Regions from separate parts of the Triticum aestivum genome. Here region 1 is linked to region 2. Evidence: chromatin contacts called from public Hi-C data. All regions are on one chromosome and are shown on one strand. The core of a region is the stretch at or near the end of the contact, and the rest is flanking DNA. Distances in the headings are between cores, read along the strand shown.

What was found. Hi-C and Micro-C count contacts between places; a contact is called where the count stands out from the background.
Region 1: a contact with region 2 is called in a Hi-C map of leaf, with 4 times the contacts expected there. The contact joins the promoter of LOC123099666 here to the promoter of LOC123096315 in region 2. A contact is called at or near these places in 2 of 5 Hi-C or Micro-C datasets (both in leaf).

The regions. Positions count from the first base shown.
Region 1 is chr4D:76,442,000-76,444,699 of IWGSC CS RefSeq v2.1, forward strand. It overlaps LOC123099666 (monooxygenase 3), which reads right to left and starts at 1,266. Exons shown (of 4, transcript XM_044521783.1): 1 at 943-1,266; 2 at 785-853; 3 at 309-700; 4 at 1-202. The coding sequence starts at 1,266.
Region 2 is chr4D:76,211,170-76,213,869 of IWGSC CS RefSeq v2.1, forward strand. LOC123096315 (atherin) reads right to left here and starts at 1,350. Exons shown (of 2, transcript XM_044518013.1): 1 at 294-1,350. The coding sequence starts at 1,228.

The DNA.
Region 1 (2,700 bases), core at 16-2,515, 230 kb after region 2:
TGCCACGCGTCACCGACGAGCACCACGCCGCCCCTGGACGCCGGGGGCGCCAGCCCCGGCCAGAGCCAACGGTCCACGAGGGGCGTCTTCACTACGGCGTCGTCCGGCGTGCTCCGCATCACGGCGACCAGATCGTCAGGCCAGCCCCGCACCAGTTCCAGGGCCTCCCTCTTAAGCGCCGCGCCATCCGTTGTCTTGCGCCCTGTCATGCCAATGCCAATGCCATGCAAGATCAGTCGAAGCAACTTGATCAAAGCTGCATAAGCTCGCCCTCTCATGTCATACCAAAATTGCAGCGTCCTAGATACCTGGGGTTTCGCTATTGAAGCAGATGAACCAGTAGACTTTGGTCGGGGAGACCGGGACGAAGCCGGCGCGGACGCCCCGGCCGTAGATATAGTTCACCTTGGACTCGAACGGCTGCCCGCCGGCGTAGTCCGCGAGGCCACGGAACGCCATGTGCCCCACGTACCGGGGCTCCGAGAACCCCATCCACCTCGCGATCGGGGAGTTGACGCCGTCGCAGCCCAGCACCACTTTGGACAGGAGCTGCCTCCCGTCCTGGAGCTCCAGCAGGGTGCCGTCGGGCCCTTGGCCGGCGACGGATTTGAGCTTGGACGAGAAGGAGATGGCGCCTGGCGGGAGCTTGGAGGCCATCGTCGCGAGGAGCGCTCCCCTCTCCACCGCCCGCACCTCCTGCCTGATACATACATCAATCAGTCCAGTCCATTAAAGCAGAGCAAATCGATGCAAGCACAAGAGGCAAGTCTTGATGCATACGTACCCGGGAGCCTCTTCCTCGAAGGAGAACTCGCGCAGGTCACGCCCGCCCGCCGACGACCGCATCCTCATCCTGCGATCAGCTGAAACCTCGCAGTTTAAGGGGAGAGAAGCACTGGACCCGTGAAGGAAGGAGAGAGGAGAATTGCTAGGTAGGTGTACCCCTGGACGCGGAGGTACTTGGCCCGGAGCTCGTCCGCGACGCCGATGGAGTCCAGCACGCGCCACCCGTTCTTGAACAGTGTCAGCGACGTGCCGCCCGCGCGCAGGGACGGGCCCTGCTCCAGCACGATGGCGCTCACGCCGAGCCGGCGCAGGGAGAGCGCGGTGGCCAGACCCGCGATGCCCGCACCCACGATGACGACGTCCTCCGCCTTAGCAGAGGAGGATGACGAAGACGCAGAGACGGCACCCCGGCGACGGCGGTGATACGAATAGGAACAAGGGTGATGCGCAGGGGAGGACACGAAGGTGGTCAGCGGTGCCGGTGCCATGGCAACGACGAGCGTTTCTTGGACAGGAGCTGCGGATCGGAGCACGCATATGCCCGGTGGTTTCGGGGCCTCGGGTTCGCATAGCGGGAGGATTTGGAGCCACACGTCCGGCAACAAGATTCAGAGACAGGGGACAAGACACGTCCGCCACGGCACCACCTCGCTGCGATCCAGAAACTTTGCGTCTCACAGATTTACTGCGAGCTTCAGTAATCAACTCCAGCATCAATTTTTTTTCAAAAAGAAACAGATCTATTATAAAGATTCTTCGGGAGTATAAGGCGCATTAAACATAATAAAAATTACTATGAACCACCGAACGACCATTGCGTTGCCAAAACGAGCTCGGACGCGCCGGTGTCGCCGTTCCCATACCAGAGTCGGCCTGACCTTGTCGATGCAGCCGGGAAGTCTTCGTGCATGTGCCAGCATCACTTAGGGCAACTCCAACACGCAGGACGCAAACGAACACAAATTTTATCCGCTTTTCGTCCAGTTGGATTGGCTGATGGCGTGTTGTCCAACCGTGTCCGCTCAAACCTGCCCGGTGCGCCCAACAAGCCGATGCATTTTTGTCCACGCGTCCGAAGCGAATTTAATCTAAAATGGAGCAACGGTCATAGTACATGCCAGCGGCCATGCAACAGCCGCCATACATGCCAGTGGCTGGCACCCTTGTCAGCATACAAAAAGGGTCATAGTTCATGCATCTTGGTCATGTCGGCACACATGCCGGCATACAAAAATGATGGAGCTCTCGGCCATAGATCAATCATCTAGCTTGAGCACCGCCTTTTGCTTCTTCTTGAACCATGGTGTTCTCCTCGGGGACACCTTGCCCAAGTCCACCGTCATGATCTCCACCTCCACCATAAAAGCAAGCCCCACCTATCTTGCTTTGGTCTTGGCCTTTGCCGCCTCAATCTCGAGCTTCTTCGTTTGGACACTCTCCTCGATCTCAAGCTTCTTCTTTTGTATCTCGAGGTAGGCCTTCATTTGCTCATCTTTCTCTTGGCGCATCTTCTCCTCCCTTACTTCCTTTTGGGTCATCATTCCTTGCAAAGTTTCTTGCAAGGCGAATGTCGCCACATCATGCTTCTCACCCCTCTTGGATTTGGTCATCCCCCTCGTCCGCTTCTCTCCTTCACCATGCTCTTTGACGGTCGCCAGCCCTCCATTCTTCTTTAGGGCAGCATATTGCTCACTAAACTTTTCACAATCATTAATGATCAACCAACAATGGGTAAGGGTGAATGGCTTGTTCTCATGTTGAGACTTGAATGCTTTCAAAGTTTGGAATGCCTACAAATGAAAATGAAGGCAACAATGTACATCCATATGCAATAGACATGCAAGCATCAATCAATGCTAACATAAACAAATAAGAAGAAATTGTATACCATGTCTTTGATGCCTAGGCCACTCA
Region 2 (2,700 bases), core at 100-2,599:
CCAGTCTTCCAGAAGGAAGGCGCACTTAATTTTGGCCTTTCTCTAGCCGCCTATACCATACAATTTTCATACTGACGTATTTGCTGACTCATGCTTACATTTGATAATCTTTTACCATTTCCAGATCTGAACTAAGATTAATTTTTTGGGGTTCTTCTTCCAAAACAGTGTTAAATTCATATCTGGATAAGAACAACTAAGTAACTAGACCATAAGCACAAATAATTTATTCAAAAATTATGTTATTACTCTTTTGCGCAAAAAATCTCAATCGAGAACAAAGTTTTTTTTACCTGCTCCTACTCCTGGCCGGAGCTTTTGGGTTGTTGCCGCCAATTCCATTTCCAATCTCGTTGTTCCTGCTGGCGCTGCTGTTGCTGCTGCCGCTGCTGCTGGTCCTGCTGCTGCTCCCCGCCTCGCTGAACTCGCTCTTCTTCCACCACTCCTCCTCCTCCTTCTTCCCCTGCTTCTTCTTCTTCGTCTTGGTCTTCTTCCTGCCGTCCTTGGCGGGGGCGACCGCGGCGGGCTTGGGCGACACCTTCTTCTTCCGGCCGACGGAGAGCGGCAGGAAGAGCTTGATGAGCAGGCCGGTGTCCAGGCTCACGCTGCGCTCCATGCTCCGGCTTCGCGTCCTCCCCATCGTCCTCTGCTTTCTTGCCTTCCCCTGTTTCTTGCCCCCGCCGTCGCTCTGTTTCTTGGCCTCGTCGCCGTCCATGGCAGCCGCCGTGACGTCCTTCTTGGGCTCGCCGCCTCCTTGTTCTTGCGTAGCGACGGCGTACGGTTGAGCCGGTGGTGGTGGTGGTGGTGGTGGTGGTGGTGGAGGAGGAGGCAGCGGGGAGGGCCGGGACTCGACGATGTCGCGGAGGGAGAGCTCGTAGGCGGCCTCGGGGAGGCCGCGGACGAGGTCGAGCATCTCGCGGCGGTAGCCGGCGATGGCCTGCGCGCGCGACGGGGAGCTCCCGGCGGAGGCCGGGTACAGCCGGTCGTGGTGCGCCCAGAGCTGCGGCGACGGCGTGCCGGAGCCGGACTCCGGCGAGCCTTGCCTGGACGCCTGCAGCCAGCGGAAGTCCTCCTCCCCCGCGCGCGGCGCCATGGGATTCGCCGTCGCCACCACCGGCGGCCGGGGAGGCAGCGCGCGCCCCTCGCCGGCCTCCGCGCCCCACGACGGCGTCGGCGAGTCCCCCGCGAAGCTGAACTCCTGCCTCCGATGCACCGACCGCCTCGCCATCGACAGAGAGGGAGCGGTGTGGAGGGTGTTACGTGTGTGTGGGGTTTGCTTGCGGCGGGGCTTTTGCGGCTTTAAAGGCTCCGTTGAAGTGGTGGTAAATCACGGCGTAGGTGTGCTCGGCGCCAACAGCACGCACCGCTGCGCGCAGTGAATGCGGACGGGACACTGGCTTTAAAGGTCGTTGCCGCGGTTGCACGGCCCAGCTTTGCCGGTCCGGTTGCCGCGGTTGATCCGGTTAAGCAACTCTAACCCATCCCCTCAGAGCCTCTACAACCATAGTTAGCAAATCCGAGGCCCTATACATCTGTATCCGCGGATGCGCCCGGACGCACGTGCTGGCATCGCCTGTCACGTCTTTAGAGTATCTACAACAAGAAACACCAAATTTGGTGCCCTATTCGCCTGCAGGTGTGTCCGGGCGTATCCGCTGGCCCTGTCCGGACAATACCCAAATTTTCCCTCTACAACCACAAGCAACAAATACGGATACCCTATTTCATGCAAATCCATACATACTGCATAGATCATAGAGATAGTATTGAAACTTAGCAGTTGCAGAATCAGACATGCAATTTGTTCATCCAAAAGGGTCGAGCTAGTTCAAACTAAATCTAAAAACAACTAAAATATAAACAAGCATGGCGGGTGGCCGGAGTTCACCACTTCTTGGTTGGGCCCTTGCCCTTGCGCTCGGCGGCGCGACGGTCCATCTCCTCCATGTATGTGTCGACGGGGGAGGGTCGTCGTCGTCCATGGTGGTGCCGCTCTCCAACGCAGACGAAATGTACCCGGAGAGGTAGCGAAGGAGGCGCTGCTGCTCCTTCGCATGGCGGGCGGCCTTGGTGGCGGCGGTCTTCTTCTCCCGGGCGAGGCGCTCGGACACCTTGAGACCGACGCGGAGCGCCTACGCGTTCTTGCGCCGGAGGCGCCGCGCGTCGGTCTCCGCCATGGTCAACCACCGTTGCATGACCTCGCGAAGGAGCGCCCCCTTCGGGTTGACGTGGACGGAGCGCGCCCGTTGGCGGGAAGAATCAGGCGCTGGCAAAGCCACCGCCCACTGCCGCTCGCACCGGGCCCCTTCGCCTCCGACTTTGGCATGCACATCCGCACTGGAGCCGCAGGCACGAGCACCCACTGCTGCCGGGTGGTGCCCGCGTTCGAGGGGAAGGGAGACACCCACAGTTCGAATCTGGAGCGGCGCAGAGCGGGACGGGTGACCGCGACTCGCATTCCGCCTGTAGGAGGTGGAGGAGCTCGCGGCGGACGCAAGGGAGCTTGAGCTCCCGACGGTGTCCACACACGAGCGCTCGATGGCGGTGCGTAGCGTGAGCTCCTCGTCGTCCGTTGCGCCAGAGCTAGATCCGTCGTCCTCGTCTTTGATGAGACCGTCCCAATCGATGGGATCAGACTTGCTGCCGGAGCGCTCGCCGTAGTTGGCCATGGCGGAGGGGAGGGTATGGTTTGGGAGGAAG